2 separate regions of the Mus musculus genome follow, and region 1 is linked to region 2. The links are chromatin contacts, called in public Hi-C maps. All regions are on one chromosome and are shown on one strand. The core of a region is the stretch at or near the end of the contact, and the rest is flanking DNA. Distances in the headings are between cores, read along the strand shown. Region 1 overlaps Rsph9 (radial spoke head 9 homolog (Chlamydomonas)). Region 2 has its middle 21 kb from the start of Vegfa.

Evidence for each region. Hi-C and Micro-C count contacts between places; a contact is called where the count stands out from the background.
Region 1: a Hi-C map of liver shows a contact between it and region 2, with 2.5 times the contacts expected there. The contact joins two enhancer-like sites. A contact is called at or near these places in 3 of 39 promoter capture datasets (the C10 cell line, embryonic stem cells and hippocampal neurons), 2 of 15 datasets of contacts at CTCF or cohesin (the NIH/3T3 cell line and large pre-B cells), 80 of 484 Hi-C or Micro-C datasets (the 3T3-L1 cell line, the AML12 cell line, B cells and 50 more), 11 of 115 datasets of contacts at active chromatin or transcription factors (the 230-238 cell line, acute myeloid leukemia, astrocytes and 7 more) and 5 of 9 other capture datasets (adipose tissue, embryonic stem cells, embryonic tail and 2 more).

What each region holds. Positions count from the first base shown.
Region 1 is chr17:46,130,055-46,132,754 of GRCm38.p6, forward strand. All of the region lies in intron 4 of Rsph9 (radial spoke head 9 homolog (Chlamydomonas)), which reads right to left. Among named protein-coding and RNA genes, the nearest start is that of Rsph9, 13 kb to the right of the region's middle. Within about 2 kb of position 1,442, at least 32 of the 459 cell types and tissues checked have an H3K27ac peak or open chromatin away from gene starts, as enhancers often do. A contact at or near this core is called in liver, where this site is marked.
Region 2 is chr17:46,052,175-46,054,959 of GRCm38.p6, forward strand. No RefSeq gene overlaps it. Among named protein-coding and RNA genes, the nearest start is that of Vegfa, 21 kb to the left of the region's middle. Within about 2 kb of position 1,292, at least 9 of the 459 cell types and tissues checked have an H3K27ac peak or open chromatin away from gene starts, as enhancers often do. A contact at or near this core is called in liver, where this site is marked.

The sequences.
Region 1 (2,700 bases), core at 192-2,691, 78 kb after region 2:
TGAAGGTTTTGGTACAGGACCAACCAGTTATGCTCAGAGGGCTGATCTGGAGCCTTCATCAGTTGCCAGCTCAGCCCCGGTGCTGGCTCCCACCACTCAAGCTTCCCGCAGCCTACCTCCAACCATGGCCCACCCTGGTCACTCCACACCCAGCAGCCTCACGATTCAGTCAGTTTCCACCCTCCAGAGGCCACCCTGCATCAGAGAAGCCTATCCCCGTGTAGCTAGCTGCCTGCCCAGGTCAAAACCAGAGCTTTCTGGAAGCATGGAGGTCCTCTGCCCCTGGTCCTGACTGAGCCATGCACAGAACAATGGGGTGAAGGCCACACCATGGGCCTATCGCTTGCTCTAGGCCCCAGTGCCACCGCCAAGGAATCAAAACATCAAGTGAAACAGGCCCCGGTTGGTACGACACCTAGCCAACAGCTGTTCTTTGGGCACCTGAGAACCCTGGTGGCTTTCTTGGTCACAAGTCTCCAGGAAACATTGCTTGAGGGGAGACAAGGATAGAATGTTACAGAACAGTGTCCCAGGCCCTGTGTTTTATCCTTGGCAACAAAAAGACCCAGAAATATACAGTTCTCTAGCCTTAAGTCCCATTACTGGGGCCCAGAACATCATTTGGACAGCTTTCTACAGAGACCTAATCCCTCATTGCCCTTGGAGCCCACAGCTACACAGCCTCTGTGAGATAAGCAAGACCAAGCTCTGATTGCCCACCCAGGGAGGCTGGCTTGCAGCGTCCCTCACTCAGGCGCTAGCCTGGAGAAAACAGCCTAGGGTCTATCCCTAACCCCACTGTATCCAGATATCTATCGATTCAACCAACAGCATGGTGGCATGGGGCCCCTCAGACCAGCATGTCTGCTCACCTCTTACTTCGAGGAGATGGGAAGCAGAGGCTGAAATGAGTAGCCCAAGCCCAGCAACATGGGTAAACTGTGAGGAAGTTAAAAAAATACAAATACAGATGCCAGTGAGGGCGGGACCAAGCAAGCCAAAGGGTGCTGAGTTGCAGCATGCCAGGGGCCGGGCTCTCTGCCTTCCCGCGCAGCCCCGGCATCGTGTTCTTGTCCTCTCAACCTCCCTGGTTCAGTCAGCTCATCATCTGGGACACACACCATGTTCCATTCTCTCTCTCTCTCTCTCTCTCTCTCTCTCTCTCTCTCTCTCTCTCTGTGTGTGTGTGTGTGTGTGTGTGTGTGTGAGCAGACACACAGTGTGTACCTGACACCTTCACCTCCATCTCAACTGTAAATATGGAAAAACCAGGCCCAGACAACTGTGGTAGTAGCCCTTTGAAGGAATGATCCAGTGGATCAGTTCACAGCCCCAGGCCTCCTCAGACCTGGCTTCCTCTCCAGAGACCTGTACTGAGACTGGGGAGAAGATCCAGCCTGGAACTCAGCAGCTGAGCCTCTGCAGTTGGCAGGAGGTCTTCCTGGGTTTCCCAATGCCAGAGAGAGTAAGGGCCAGGCTCAGGTCAAACTGTCGAGGGAGCAGCAGGTATCCTACGTCTCAACCCCTAAAGGTCATCACACTAAGCAATGGCCGGGAAGGCCTGGGTAGATGGCTCAAAGCTAGATTTGATTCCCAGCACCTACGTGATGGCTAATAACCATCTAACACCAGCGCCATGGTGGCCTCCATAGGCACCAGGCATATGTGTAGTACACAGATATACATGCAAACAAAATACCCATACAGGTAAAATGAAATTTAAAAAAAAAAAAAAATGGGCTGGTCAGATGGCTCAGTGGGTAAGAGCACCCGACTGCTCTTCCGAAGGTCCGGAGTTCAAATCCCAGCAACCACATGGTGGCTCACAACCATCTGTAACAAGATCTGACGCCCTCTTTTGGAGTGTCTGGAGACAGCTACAGTGTACTTATATAATAAATAAATAAATCTTTAAAAAAAAATGGCTGTAAGTTCCTGAAAGCCACCATTCTCTTTACCACAAGGTAGAGTCAATCCTCTCAGAGTGGGGACAGAGAAAAAGGACACCCCTGGTGCAGCCTCCAATATAAGTAAACAATGGGGTAGGGGTAGGGTCCTCTGATCGCTTCTAAAAGACGTAGGAGCCATCTGCACGAACCCCCATAAAGCTGATGCCACACTGCCCATTCTCTTCAGGCTCCCTGTCCTCACTAACCACCAGCAGCTTTTAAAGGTCAATTTCTTGGCTGCAGGACTCTTGCTGCCCTCTGCTGCCCAAACTGGGCACTGCACTGAGTACTCTTTGTTGGGACCCCGGCCACCTGCTGCCTCTGCTGCCTACTCTGTGCGCACCCCCACCCCATCCTACCCTCCAACATCTTCCAGTATAACTTCTGTTTTTTCAGCTTCTCCTGGTTGCGCTCAAACCTTCCTGACTTAAGAGCGTTGTCTTTCTCATTCCAAGGGCACCAAAAGAACTTGGCACGCAGCAGCTGCTCCATGCTCTGCTGACAGAGCGGAAAGGTTAAGGAGTATTGAATGGCAGAGTCCAGGTGAGGAAGCTGGCTGCCCTGCGTACTGCCCCACCTGTCTTCCGGTGCAAGCCCGCAGCCAGGAAGTCTTAGCACTCATCAGGAGGAGGATCTTGCCAGGGATCCATCCCTACAAAACTTTCCATCCCAGGACATCACACAGCAGCTCACTGCCAAGATATTAGCCTCAGGCAATATCCCTCTCCATTCTGTTCTCTTCCACTCAGAG
Region 2 (2,785 bases), core at 42-2,541:
GGTGGGGGAGGGGTTGGGGAGTGGTATTGCCATCTGCATCTTCTCAGAAGTCAGCCTCCCCCACTTCCCATCTGAGTTGGGAGGGGGAAACTGCTGAGTCAGGATATTCCTGACACTCCCTCCCCTCCCCCAGGCAGGACCAAATGTCACACACCCTGCCTGAGTGACCAGCCTCACCACAGTGTCTAGTCTCAGCTCAGAGGCTGCTTTCCCCACACAGACCCCCCTCATATCCAAGAGGATGCTCAAGGAGGCGGGGCATGGGGGCCTGGCCTTCAAGACCTTGCTTGGACTCCTAGTGAGGTATCACACTACTTCCTGCCATTCCAATCTCCCTCCCTCATCCCTAGTTCCCTCTCCCCCAACCACCTCACTCAGAAAACCTGGTGTCACTGACCAGGAGAGAACTAGAAAGCTGGGGCAATCAGGACCAAACCCTGACTGAGAATCTACACATACACCTGTGTGGGGTACACCTCTGTAGTGCAATGTTTGGGGTACCTCCACTGTGCAGAGGGAAGCCTCAAGAAAGATGTGCAATCCCAAAGCAGCCTATTCTGACAAGAGAGCCTTCCCTCTCTTCAAGGTGCTCCTCATCTGCTGGGGGACACCACCTAGAAAGGGGAGGAGGCTGCTCTCTCACTGAGGGGGACACATAAAGCAGCTAGAACTCACCGTCTACAACAAAGCCCCTAGTGGTCCTGAAAGGGTGGACAAAGGCAGTGGATGGGAGTGTCTGAACTAGGTAAGGGAAGCCGTCCCAAAGCAGGGCTGATGGTCGGAGGCATGGGGCTATTCTGAAGGCCCAAGGCTGAGCAAAGAAGACAAGACCTGTGGACAGGCCAAGGTCAAAACCCCAAGGCAAGGCCTGCCTAGAGAATGGATAAGCCATGAACAGGGAGGAGAGGGTCCTGTTTCTTCCTGGTGACCATGTTGCTGTCCAAAGTGACAGCAGCCACAGAAGGCCTGTGCTGCTCAGTCCAAAGACCTCCTCCTCAACCAGCAGTGTGAGGCCTTGAGTAACCTGTGTGACTGAACAGGGTCTGTGATCAGCAGGCTCCCAAACTTGACCTAATGCCATCCATCAAGAGACCAACATTCTCATCTGCACTGGGACACCGACCCCAGAGCCTTTTCTATCTGTAGCTCTGTGGTCTGTTTCTCTCTAGAGAAGAAAGTTAAGAGTGAAGGAAAGAAACGGGAGAGCAAGAAGACAGCCTGACTCCCCACCCCCAGGTCACAGGGCGGTGACTGCCCGGAGCTCTGACTCCCTGCACACCCAGGTCCAGGGCCTGACCCTTGGCAGCCCACTCAGCCCACAAATGGCCTCCTCCCTTGGAGAGCCCAGCAGGGTGGTTTCACAACTGTGTGTGTTTGATGGAGCCTGTTCTTGGAAAGCCAGGGACGGGACAATTCAGTTCTGGGTGTTGGAGAGCCCTGGGCCCCTGGGGTCTGCAGTTGAACAATAAACAGGCATAAGTCTGCCTGGTATGTGCGTGGAGGGGCACAAGGTTAGCCAGTGTTGTAAGTCTGGGGTTGGAGGAGCAAGGCCCTCACTATGAGTTTACCACACAGCACAAGTCCTTCAGGGGGTATCACAGTCTGTTCCCGCTAGAGAGGCTGCAGCTGAAGCAAAAGGAAGATGCTAAGGACATTTAGCACAGCCAACTGAAAGAGCCCTTAGGGCAGGGCCACTCCATGGTCCATCACAGCATCTGGCTCCTCAATAGCATGTAGTACAGGTTAGGAACTACAGACCTGACACAGTATCCTTAGAGACAAGTGAGTTATCCTTCCAAAGCTAGGGTCTGACCAGGGAAGTATGGATCACAGGCAAGAGAGAAGCCCAGGCCAGACCTGGTGACACAGGCCTGTCAACTCAGGTACTCAGGAGGCTAAGGCAGGAAGATCAAAAGTTCAAGGCTTGCCTGAGCTATAGAGCAAATTCAAGGTCAGTCTAGATGACTTAGACCCTATCTCAAAATAAAAAGCATATTTTTAAAAAGGGGGCTGAGGTTGTAACTCCGTGGTAGAGCATTTGTCTAGCATAAGTAAGGCCCAATATGTAATCCCTAGTATATGAGAGGAGAGAGAGAGAGAGAGAGAGAGAGAGAGAGAGAGAGAGAGAGAGAGAATGTTATATCCTATGTACTCTGGATAATGAGGCATAAATTCTAGGCCTTTTTTTTTTTTTTGTTCCCTGCTGGTGTAGGTAAGAAAGATCTAAGGGCAGGGCTACCCCAGTGGCCCACCATAGAGCCTGGCTCTCCAATAGTGTGTCGGGATGATCAGCAAAGGAGAGGGGTCTAAGCAACGAGCAAGGAGGGACGGCCACCTACTGTTCAAGCTGATCCACAGAAAAAAGGCCCTGTCTCTCAGCCAGGACCAATGTCTCTCTGACATTCCATCTCGAACAGCCAAGCCTGGGTGCTCTTCACAGGAAAGGCCAGCCTGACCTGGGGCACTGAAGGCGGGGACTCAGAGGCAGTGATTTGACAGGTGTAGGTGAACGCTGGTTAATTAACTAGCAACTGAGGCCAAAACCTGCCTTTCTACACACCCCCTCCTAGCATCTCCAAAGGTCCACAGGTTTTACGTACATTTTGGAGTTTCCAAGCTGTCTCCCGTCCTTGCCTGACCCCTCTACCTCCAACCCTTCAAGTTCTCAAAGATCTCAGAACGATGCAAGACTCAACTCACAACTGGCTCAGTCTCTGTGTGCTCTCTCTTGCTGTGCATGGACACCTTGACCAAAAGCAATCTGAGGAGGAAAACCCATTTCCGC